Linked DNA regions of Rattus norvegicus: regions 1 and 3 are each linked to region 2. Evidence: chromatin contacts called from public Hi-C data. All regions are on one chromosome and are shown on one strand. The core of a region is the stretch at or near the end of the contact, and the rest is flanking DNA. Distances in the headings are between cores, read along the strand shown.

Evidence for each region. A called contact is a pair of places that touch in the nucleus more often than the background predicts.
Region 1: a Hi-C map of the A7r5 cell line shows a contact between it and region 2, with 7 times the contacts expected there. The contact joins two enhancer-like sites. A contact is called at or near these places in 3 of 12 Hi-C or Micro-C datasets (the A7r5 cell line, Schwann cells and frontal cortex).
Region 3: a Hi-C map of the Rat2 cell line shows a contact between it and region 2, with 4 times the contacts expected there. The contact joins two enhancer-like sites. A contact is called at or near these places in 6 of 12 Hi-C or Micro-C datasets (the Rat2 cell line, Schwann cells, hepatocytes and 3 more).

Annotation. Positions count from the first base shown.
Region 1 is chr1:174,559,616-174,563,781 of GRCr8, forward strand. No RefSeq gene overlaps it. Among named protein-coding and RNA genes, the nearest start is that of Ctr9, 10 kb to the right of the region's middle. Within about 2 kb of position 1,641, at least 6 of the 93 cell types and tissues checked have an H3K27ac peak or open chromatin away from gene starts, as enhancers often do. A contact at or near this core is called in the A7r5 cell line, where this site is marked.
Region 2 is chr1:174,195,630-174,199,610 of GRCr8, forward strand. No RefSeq gene overlaps it. Among named protein-coding and RNA genes, the nearest start is that of Adm, 17 kb to the left of the region's middle. Within about 2 kb of position 1,997, at least 12 of the 93 cell types and tissues checked have an H3K27ac peak or open chromatin away from gene starts, as enhancers often do. A contact at or near this core is called in the A7r5 cell line, where this site is marked.
Region 3 is chr1:173,936,422-173,940,347 of GRCr8, forward strand. Sbf2 (SET binding factor 2) reads right to left here. Exons shown (of 40, transcript NM_001134970.1): 12 at 3,909-3,926. Among named protein-coding and RNA genes, the nearest start is that of Sbf2, 220 kb to the right of the region's middle. Within about 2 kb of position 1,445, at least 2 of the 93 cell types and tissues checked have an H3K27ac peak or open chromatin away from gene starts, as enhancers often do.

The DNA.
Region 1 (4,166 bases), core at 391-2,890, 360 kb after region 2:
GTACATCCTGGTTCAAGCACTACTGTCTTCTCCTACATGAAGTTCCAAGAACTGCACACAGTGCCCGTGGTCACACTAAGGATCAAAAGGCTAAAAGAAGGAAAGGAGAGAAATCAGAGGCTGGCCCTGTTCCTGGCCTTCCCAACAAGAATTCTGATAGACGTTGCTCCTCATTGAGAACCCTATATATAAGTAAGAAAAGCACAATGTGAATGAATCAAAACCCCACGGCAATGTAATATCAGAACCTAAAGTCCAGAGGTGGCACAGGCTGCTCTGAGGCTCCAGATATTGGGGGTGTGGAGAAACCACTGCCAACTCTGTCTGTAAGCCTCTCATCTGCACATCCCCGTCAGCTTTTTCTGACCTGGCTTTTTGTTGGGGGTAACAGAATAGCAGCGGGCAGCTTCCACAGTTACTTCCTCCCTCTTCACTCTTCACAGAGGTGCAGTCACCAAGGTGAGGTCAAGGGGCTGGGATCGTGTTGGTGGCATTAGGTGCAAGGGCTGAGAGCTGGTTTGACCCTAGACTTAAATCACACTGTTGCTCTCTCTCTGCACGGGGACCTGGAGGTGAGGGAGAGGAGTTGGAATGTCTCCATAAAACCCATGGCAGAGCCCCCCACAGTGTGTTAGGCTGTATGTCAGTATGCATGCATGAAGGGTCATAGGTGGCATGTATGCCTTTGAGCATGTGAATGTATGTTACATGGGTGATGTCTGCCCATAAGAGTGCATGCACTTGGTTTGTGGATGTATGTTATGGTTTGCATTTATGCAAAGTATATGAGTTGGGAAACCAAAATCCTGGACTAATCAGTTTCCATGCAAGACCTTGCACTCTGGTCACTGCTGCTGTGACCTCGATAGCCCCCAGTGACCCGCTGCAAAATCCCTTTACCCAGCAGCACCCGTGATAGGTTGGGCATTTAAAACAAACACAAAAACCCCTTACCAACAAAAAGGAGGACAGAATGAAAACTAGATTAGAGAACAAAAGAAACGAAGTTATTTCTGACCATGTAAGTTCTGGGAGCAGCACTTTCACCACTCCTAGTTCCCTGCCTGACTGAAGCCAAAAGGGCCCCAAATCCTACTTGTGATCACTGTTCCACCTGAGTGTGAGGCAGCCCCGTCGTCGCGTCCATCTCCACCCATCTTCCCACCTCATTTTTCCCTTTTCCAGGGACCCACAGGAAGACACTGGCACTCAATGCTGTATCAGCAGATCTCAAAACACTCTGTCTTGACTCTGAAGGCACCAGGTTCAGCAAACAAGAGAAGCCCAGGCAGCGGTCGAGAGTTCCGGTTTTGCATGGCCCTCTGCTGCCCCCTGCTGGGTCCTGGACTACACAGCCTCTGGCTCCGCAGCAACCAGGCTCACCGATTCACCCGGCCATCACAGGCTCACCCTGCTGGAACCTGTGAAAAGTCACCTTCTTGTTCCAAGAATCCTATCCTCGATTTGTTTCTTTACAAACAAAAAGGTAGAAAGGGGTTAAGGCTACTTTACAAAGTCTCAGACCCATTAAAAGAGCTTCTCCATTCCTGAATCAAACCTGCTGAATGCCTGCTATTTGCTAGATACTATGTCAAACTAAGGATAAGAAACAAAAAAGAGGCTTCCTTGAGGCTTCTTGCCCTGAGTCAACACAGCAGTGAGTCAGGCTGAAAATTAAAAATCAAAACCAAAACCTGCTGTGGGATGGGAGGGTAAGGGGGCACGGGACGGGGAGAGCAGGAGTCAGGAGAGATGGAGCCAGGAGCACATGGGGACCAGCCTGTCCTGTAAAAGCACTGGAAGCCACAGAAGGCTATAAAGCCCGTCCCTCTTTCAGCCCACCCCTGGCTGACCCCTCTGGGCTCTGGGATCGGGCACCCTTCAGGGTCTGTCCCCCGCTCTTTTCTGTCTACACTCTCTTGCCCCATTGTCATGATTCTAAACATCTGTATGTGGGCTGGTGTCTCCATGTAGACCTCTCTGCACACTGAAGATGAAATAAACACACACACACACACACACACACACACACACACACACACACACACACACACACAAACACACACACCAACTTCAAATCTGGACCACATTGCCAGAGAGACAGCTCAGCTTCCAAGAGCACTTGTGGCTCTTGCCAGGGACCTGGGTTTGGATCACAGCATCCACACAACTCACAACCATCTGTAACTCCAGTTCCAAGGACTGCAACACCTTCTTCTAACCTTCCTGGGCATTAGACACATACATGGTGCAAAAACATCCATGCAGGCAAAATACTCACGTAGATAAAATAAGTCTAAGCACGTGTCGTAATCTGGCCATCTTTCCAAACCATCACATCCTTTATGCCCCGTTTACCATGCTCACCACACAGGCCTCTCACAGTTCCTTCAAACAGGCCAGGCTGTCCCCTGCCCACTTCAGGCATGCCACTTCCTTTGCCCAGAACAATCCTGTCGGCTCTTAATGAAGCTGATTGCGTCTTAGTCATCTAGGTAACAAGACCTCCTCTGTCTCCCCTGTACCAAGTGTCTTCCCGCACCAAGATGGATTTTGAAGTTCTAACCACTAACAAGTCTACAGGACGAGAGTACTGAAGCCAAAGAAAAGTCAGAAATCAACTCAAAAGCAGGTGATGTACTGTACTGTACAGGGAAATATCAAAACAGGGCTGAGGAGGATTGAGGTGCCATCTCCAAGGCCAGCCCAGCCCTGAGTGGCCTCCACTTTTCAGAACCCAGGGATGAGGCAGCTGCCTGCCACCTTTGAGACTACACGAGTTCTTGTCTCACTCGTTACCCCCACAGTCACTCCAGAAGGAAGAACTTTCAGATGCAGACACTAACTCATAAAGTCACTTAAAATGCCAATTATTTTATTACCGAATCCAAGAAAAATAAAGGCTCTTCTGAGATGACTATAAAACCCAGGGGCCTTAAAGAGAGAAGCCAATAAATTTGCACAAATAGCAACATTATTTGGGTCCAAAAAGAGAAGTTCACTCAAAAGACTGACTTCCAAACCAGAGAAAATATATCTCAGAAGAGACTTGTCAGAGAGTGCTTTCCTTAAGTTAAACAGAACTGGTATAAATGAGTTTTTTTTTTTAAAGAAGCCAATAGAAAGCCATGCTGAATAGAGAAATATTTATAGAGAAATAAATGGAGAAGACCCTGAACATATGGGAAGATGTTCTCCTGTGGTATAATTGAAGAAATTAACATAGTGTGTTTCCAGTTAGCAAAGTGGGAAAATAAAAGACCAAAAGCCTCTGTGGTGCCGGGAAAAGTGCCCACTCTTACTGAAGGGTGCAGGTAGAGCAATGGCTTGTGTTCTTTTTCTCCTTCCTGGGGATCAAGCCCAGGGACCTGTGCATGCCAAGTGACACGCTCTGCCACTGAGCTACATGCACAGCTTGGATGCCTCAAACTGCAGTTTCCCTGTAGAATCTATATCAAAACTCAAAAGGTTTATGTTCATTCTCCTGGCCAATCATCTCGTATGTTGTATTACACGTACATATACACGTAGATATTTCCCTTGTGTGTGTAGAGGGTTCTTCCTGACAGAATTTTTATGAGAGCAAAACCCAAAGTACAGATCAAAGTACACAAATTAGGGTCTGGAATTAGGGTCGACCGGTAAGTGAACTTGCCTGACAACTGTGAGGACCACAGTTAGATCTCAGCACCCACACAACAACCAGATATGGCCCCGCCAAATCCTGTGACCCCAACACTGAGACAGACAGGCAGAGGCAGGAGAATCGGGGAGGTGCTCTGGTGCCAGCCTAGCTGAGAGAAAAGCTGGTCACTGAGGTGATAACTGGTCACACCTTCATGGTGATGCATCCATAAAAATCCCTGGGCTGACCATTCAGATAGCTCTGCGAGGCCTGGATACAGGAGGATGGGATGCCTTGGAAGGGCGGAGAGGCCCAGCACCCCTTCTCTACCAAACCTGTCCTGTGGCTCCTCTTCCAGCCAGCCATCTTTTTCAATTGCTTTTCGACTATGATCGGCCTGTAATCCAGAGTCTTCGAGCTTCTCCCTCAAGTTAACAAACCTGGAGAACTGCGTCACTGGAGCCCCCAGTTCACAGCTGAAGTTGGAAGTGCTGCTTTACAACCCAGAGCTTAAGATCTGCCATTGAAAGAGGTGACAATC
Region 2 (3,981 bases), core at 747-3,246:
TCCAGACAGTCAATCCAAGTGTTTTCTCTGTGCTGTCAATTCCCTGCATTAAATGATTAACTTCATGTTTGTGCAGTTGAACATACAAGCAGAGGGAAAATGAAATGTTGATATGAATTCTGGAACATTTCTCCAAAAGATATCATTTATTCCATTCAAAGGATTTGTACAATATTTTCCTTAGCTGATAAGTTGAATTGACCCTTTCCATGAAGAGAGCTGAGAGGCTCATCCTGAAGATGTCAAAATAAGATAGCATTGCCTGACTGCTTTCCTCTCTCCCTCTCTTTCTTGACAGGATCTCATGGAGTTCAGACTGGCTCTGAGTTCATCATAAAGTGGACGATGACCTTCAATGTCTCATCTTTCTGCCCCCACGTCCCTAGGACTGGTATGGCAAGAATGTGCCACCGCTTCGGTATCACCAGGGTGCACTGCTGGCGACTGGCATCCTAGGCAAGCATTGAGCCACACTCCCAGCCCCAAGATTATGTTTTCTGTAGGAAAGTAAAACCAGCTCATTCAATGTCTGAAGCTGAAGCCACACATCAAGTCACAGAATATTGTCCTCATTTGCTACCCCACCTTTCCGGAGGCTCTTCCAGGCTCTGTGGATGCTGCAAGTTCAATTATGTGACTTACAAAGGGCCAAGGCTGCTAATTTTTTTGTCAACTCAACTTTCAGAAAGAAAACCCACAAGTACATCTGTTTGCAAGATCTGTTAGGATCTTAGGAACCAGATTTCCAATTTTGTCTTTTTTTTTTTTTTTTAATAAATTTTGTTCCTTTTTTTTTTTGTCATGGGGAGGAGATTTATTGGAATTGAGGAGATGGGGAAGGAAGGGAGGTAATAGAGGGAGAAGAGAGAGAGAAAAAAAAAGAGCTAAATTTTGTTCCTTTTATCAAAATTTAGCAAAATCCTCCATCCTCCTTATCCCTCCCTCCCTCCCCCATCTTTCCCTCCACCTCCATCCCTCCAACTATCCCTCCATCTTCCTCCATACCTCTACCCTCCTCTAAACGATGTGTTTCAGTTTCTTTTTTGATGGAAACAAAGCAGCTAAGTCCAAGTGTTTCTGAGGAACCTGCCCAGAGCACCAAACTGACCATTCACAATGTTTATATTTCGAGCGTGTGTGTGTGTGTGTGTGTGTGTGTGTGTGTGTGTGTGTGTGTGTGTGTGCATGTGAGTGCTGTGTGTTTGCACGTAGAGGTAGAGGTCAGACCACAATATATGGAAGTTGATTCTCTCCTTCCACCCTGTGGGCCCCCAGGATTGAGCTCAGGTCTTCAGGTTTGGTATCGAGTACTCTTATCCACTGAACTCTCATCCACTAGCAGGCTCCAGTCACGTATTAAAGGTAAACTTGGATTTGCCCTGCAAAGCAATTCAACAAAGGACTGGCCTGCAAGATCCAACACAACACTATACTGCAAACTTTCCAGCTGCAGCTTGCACATTAGAAGCCAAGCATAGGACTATGTAAGGCAAGGAAGACTTGGGGCCAAGTGGGGGAGTGATCACAGCACTGTCAGCTCATGAGCCCAGTGCTACAGCAGCTGCTGGTTTTGATGGGACTTTCTGAGGTCTCTAATGTGCCAAGTACCTCAGTTTCAGGTTCTATTAATTCCCTTTCTCAGCCCCCACACTCTAGCTTTGGATAATATAATGGAGCAAAAACACGGTGCTGTGAAAACTCACTTGTTAGCCACTCGTCTACTTCACCATGTTTTTTGAGGGCCTCTCCGATGTGAAGAAGCCATGAACTAGCATGCCCTGACATTGGGCCACAGGATATGAGAGACTCAAAGCTGGAGGTGGAGTCTGCCGGGAGTTGCTGTCTTGCTCGGCTCACAGAAATCAGGAAGCCTTCTGGCTTTGGACAGGGGCTTTTGGGAGAGTCTCTTTTTAAAATTCACAGAGCCCACTGGAGATGACTCTACACTACCCACATGACAAAATGGTGGTGAGCCATCTCTAGGCCAGTGGGGTGACTCAGATGTGATTATGCCCTAACACTTTGTTCTCATTCCGTGCCAAAGAGTAAAAAAATGTAACCCTCTGCTGCCACCTGCTGTTTCCTTTGGAATACATTATTGGAATAATCTAAGCATGTGAATTGGTCTTTGCCAAATGTCTTGAGGAACTTGGGGGATGTGAAATGTATGTTTATATAATTCTGTACCAGCAGGTCTGTTATGTGCTAGGATAAATGGTAGGGTCCCATGGGTGCTTGCTGTCTTTTAAGCTAGTTCAATGGCTGTCTGTCCCATCCATTAGAATAAGCTTGCTGAGTCTCCCTGACCCCACCAAGGACCTACAGGGCCCTGCCCAGTGAACCCCTTGAGCAAGGTTCAATCCTTAAGAATTTGGGTATCTTCCTCATAAGGCAATTATGCCATATGAGCCATGATTGAAGGCTAGTTCCCGCACAGACTGTTCTCTGAAGGGTGTGTCAATGGATAGTATTCTTTGTGAATATCCCCTGCCCTGCCCCGGAAGTGGAAATGTTCTTCCCAGTAGAGCTGGCCAGCAGGCTTCAGCTCACATTTACTTGTGACGTCTTCAGATCTTATCTTATCTTCTTTGAGGAAACTGAGGCAGGTTAAGGAATTCCCAGAGAAGTGAAGATAACGCCGCCAGGTGGGAAAATCTGAGCTCAGGTTAGATGTGGAGACAATGGTGAAGAGTTAACAGTCATAAGCTTGGATAGTTCTGGTAGAGCCTCTTAGTCATCCGACTGCAGGCACAGAGAACAGAGATCACCTGTCTTGATAGTTCTAGAAAGTGGGATTTTCCTCTTTGCCATCTTCGGGAAGATGTACTCACACACAAGATCTTCTTTCAGTTGTCATCATTGACTTGAGGATTCTCTAAACAATGATCTTTTTGTTGGCAGAGATCAATGAGCCTGTTAGATGTATTTTCATATAAATCTCTTCTTTTAAAAGTCAAATCTCGTAGTTTTTAGTTGACATAAGTATTAAGGAAATGACCCTTAATAGTTCCTCCTATCAGACTGTGTCTGATAAGACCGGGTAGGCAATGGCTCATTACTCAGTGTCTTGCGCCACAGCTCCTAATTAGGGGCACTTTTGTTCAATGACTGAGTTGATCACCTATGTGCTCATCTGCAGAAGTCCTGGAGGGGGTGGGGATCATCATGGGGGAAGGGAGGAAGGAGTAGGAGGAAGGCTTCTCAGAATTACTCAGATAAACAGCTCAAGGTAGACAAACCATAAAGTACTAGAGTATGACAAGGAGACCAAAAGTTACACTATAGAGGCTTCAAAATACAAATGTATTGCTTATGGAGTAAGTATGGCTCTTGAGAAATTAACAAGAAAGTCATAGCACTCAAAATTCCTTCCTCCCTCCCGTGTCTGGTTCTTTAATTCTTGCCCTTGTTACTGTAGTTCACAAGCCTGTGTTGTGTTTATGTTTCTTGCTTATGTCCAGTTGTTCTTCTCTAGTGTTGTGTAAAGGCTTTGGGAATGTTCTAGCCTGGTTCAGCCATGGCAAGAGGCCAGTCACTAAAGCAATATTTTCTTGGGGGCTGATGTGATCTCAACAATGGAAAGTGAGGGAACCCAAGAAGGAGGGAAACCCCTGTACGTCTGGTGTAATGGTTTCAGCTTTCCCTTCTTCGAAGGATACTCTTGTAGTTCTCAGTTCTAGAAGATTCTGGATCATTTCACTTCTCTTCTTCAGGCAGGGACACAGATGTTCAATCGATAATAAGCTAAGTGCTTACTGGTACTCTTGCTTGGAGGAGCATGGGAGCCCACCATTTCTTGCATCTGCTGTATCCTTGCTCACCCCAGAAGCCTTAGCCGAAGCTCAAAGTTCCATCTAGAAAGTTCGGCCAGCTCCTTCACTCTGAGTTGGTGGAGACAGTAGGGATAGCAACTCAAGATGATCAGAAGGTTGGACAACTGATTGGTCAGAAGGATACCATAGCTGCAGCCTGACAAATGTT
Region 3 (3,926 bases), core at 195-2,694, 260 kb before region 2:
TGGATCTTACAAGTCCCCCAGTGACCCATATGCTAGGCTTCGTCATCAGCCATTGATGCTCCTGGGAGTGCTAAAATCCTTAGGAGTTAGGGTCCAGAGGAAGGAAGTTATATCACAAGGTATGCACCCTTGATGAGGATATTGGCCCCTTCCTGTCTCTGTTTCTTAGCTACACTGAGATGAACAGCCTCTTTTACTATGAACAGTCATCATGATGAGCTATGTCACTATACCCAAAACATCAGTCCAGCAGATTTTCCTTAAAGTCTCTGAACCATAAAGTCAATATTAATCTTTCCTCCTTGTAAGTTAATTGTTTCAGGTACTTTTTTCCAGTACTATACTGACTAATGGAGAGAAAAATGGCTGAGTCAAGGTTTCCAGATGTATGCAACCTTATATAACCTTATGACTCTTAGTCAAGGGTTAAATGAACAAGCTGAATAGTCAGCCCAGAAACAAGATTAGACATGAAAACATGATAAAACCAGGTAGCATTACAATTCAACAGCAAATTTAGATAATCCAGGGTACAAGGTACTTTTAGTTTATGTTTCTGACTTCAGAATGCCCGGGGGTTCACATCCAAGCCTGAGTACTTCATTAGTAGTATGATACGGGACAGGATGACTTGCTCATCCTCATCTGAAGTATCATAGACGTCTCGTGAGGGCTATCACCAGTTGTTATTGAGACGTTCTCATAACACAAATACTTACATGCACCCCAGGATCAATCTCAGACTATTTTCTAAAAGTCTAGATTACATTTATTTTAAAAATAGCTCATTATTACATACTTTGTATGATACCATGTGTTTAAAATGAAATGTACTCCTTTCCTTTCTAATATTGCAATACCAACTATGTATATGCTAGTAATAATAGCAATTGCACTTGTAGTAGAAGTAGCAGCAAGCCTAAAATAAATCACTTCTTAAAGAAATGATGTTGCTCACTAACAGTGTTCCTATAAACAAATCAGAAAACCTGTAAACCAAGTCTATAAGCCTTTGAAAACCCCATGCTAAAAGTTCAAAGGTGAGCCTCTCTGTCGTTGCAGAAACATTCTATAGTGAAATGTAGACCTTGAATAGATTTGGTAATTTATGACACACGTGTTTATCTGATGCAAATATACTATTTGGTTCCCTAGCTGCTGTGTCTGTGCACTACTGCCCTCTAATGGGCAGCATGTTAAGTGTAGACGAACCTATGTGTCACAAAACTGCTTGAACCCCATATCACTTGTGTGAAACAAGCAGCAAGAAAAGGAAGCTCAAGTTAGGATTTGCTATATTCCAGAAGGTCTTAAAAATATCTACTCTTCTCACTATGAATTGGTCTGGACTGGCTTCTTATGTTCCTGATTTCATTAAAAACTGTAATCTAGTTTTACAGCTGAAACCAGGAAATCAGTTATTTTCTAACAGTCCAAACCAACAAACAAATTCTTACTTGAGTTCAGAGAATGTAAATTTAAAGTAACAACCAAAGACTCAGACAACTAAACACAGTGACACGGAAACAATTTTGTGCAAGTCCACCAGAATGAACAGCCTGAGAAAGTGTGGCTAAATTCAGCCCTTTCATTGGGAGTAAATTTTAAATTTTGATGATGATTTTCAAAATCCTGATATAGTACACATAGGGAGAAGCTCACTGATTTTGTCAGATTTTTAAAAAAATTACCAACTATAAATCAGTGGTCAGGCAACATCAATTTTCTTCATTATTTGTCAGACTAAATGAGAGTATGCTTAGGATTTATAGAAAAGAAGGCCAAACACACATGTCAAATACACAAACAAAACAAAACTCCTAAGACTTACTGGAAATCTAAAGTAGGCCACAGCCACACTAGTAACAACAATAAAACAAGCATTCTTTGTTAGAGGTTATTAAATACTCTAGATTGGTTCAGATACTTAAAATTATTTAATACCCACTATTCATACCCAGCACTCTGGGGAATAACAGAAATATTCCCAAATGTAGTTGAAGACATTATTATTATTATGTGAATCACTGAAAACCAATATAATTGGACTCTTGGGCTACCTGACAGTAGATGAGACTGATGGAATGTAATTGTCTCAATTTTCTAACTTTATTAACCTTTTAATGACCGCTGACATCCATCCTGCTCTCTTAATCTTAATGCACTTTGTGTTGAGGCTCTTCTCATCTAATGTGATGAACTGTGTCATTTGCATTTGATGTGCTTCTTATTTTTGATATTACTGGCATTTTAAACTTGACAATTCTTTGTTTAGAGAAGATGTGGGTGTTGTCATGCACTGTAAAATATTTGGAAGCATCAATGACCTGTATTTACTAGCACAATAGCACAGCCTCTCCAGCTGTGCTAACTAAGTGTCTTCTGATGTTGCCCAATATGATAATGATAGAGTAAGGAAGGTTGAGTGTTTTGAGAATCAATACTTTAACAATTCCAGATAAAGAGTCTCTGTTCTTACCTAATTACTTTTATCACAGATATTAAGGCAGCATTTGCATATAATGATTAGGTAACATTATATTCATTTATTTGCCTGCTGAAATTAAAATAGCCACAAAGAGACACTACTGTACACTTTTGAGAATGACTGCAAGAAACACAAAGAAACAAAACATAAGTTATGATACTGAGTGCTGCTTAGGATAGACGGCAAATGGAACTCTCATATACTGCAGGTGGGAATACAAAATATAGACACTTAGAAAAACAACCAGCAGTTTTTAAACAAAGTTAAATGTTGTGTTACCATATATCCTGGTATCTCAGTCCTAAGTATTTATCTAAGAGGATTAAAATTTACATTTTTTGTAAATACCTGTATAAATGTTTAGGATACTCATTATTGCCAAAATTGTTATTCAGCAAGTCAACAGAGAAATAAAACTTAGGCCATCTATTCAAGTGGAATGTTACTCAAGTGGAAAGTGTCATCTCCCTTTCTATGTGACCATGGATAAACTTGGAATTCACTGTATTAAGAAATGAAGCCAAATTCAAAACACCAGAAGTACAGTGGATACACAGCATGCTTGGTTCAATCCTCAGACAAGCATACATGCATTTACAGGCAAGCAAAGAAAATAATTCACTAATATGTAACAAGGGAATAGTTAAATATTTCTGCTTTTAACTTACTGGTCCTCAAATTTCAAATGAATGTGACAAAGCAGTGACTAATGCCTCACTGTCAAATCCTTGTTTGCCTTGTCAAGTAGCTAGAATAAACAATATGCACTGGGGCCAGAGCACTAATATCAAGTTCTTCATTCTAGTTCCTTAAAACAAGTTCCCTCTGCTTCTCTTCAGATGGTGCCACATTTCCCACTTGATTTATGTTTCTTAGCAAAGGAACCACAAACTTTACAAGAAGGAGTGGTCAGCACTCATTTAGCACAAAACCACAATTCTTTAAGCATGTAGCTTCCCTGCCAGCCTAAGAATTCAGGTGGTTAGTTCACCTCATCCTGATCTTTTGATTTACAACACATCTTCTGCCCAGAGAGCATTTTCATCTTTGATTTCTATGGTTCACTGACCGATTTTCTTTCCTTCTTCCAGCTTATTTCACATTACCTCATTAATTCAAAACAACGGAGCTCAGATGACAGGCCTCAACACGCTGCAGCAGAGCACATCCTCAGTGCTGTCTAAGGTCCTTCTGATTACCAGTGTGTCTAAGCTTCCTCTATTAAACATGGCACTCAGAAGAAAACTCATGATGAGGGCAAAAGATTCATGGGGAAAGAATCTGGCTAAGACATTTTCATGATACAGTGACTGATAAAAAATGTGATACATTCTGACACACAGAAGCAAGCGTGACATCTTAGGACTGATTATCCACAGCATAGGTATTACTGCTAGAATAACAGACTACATATACTTACATTTTTGAAGAGTTGCTC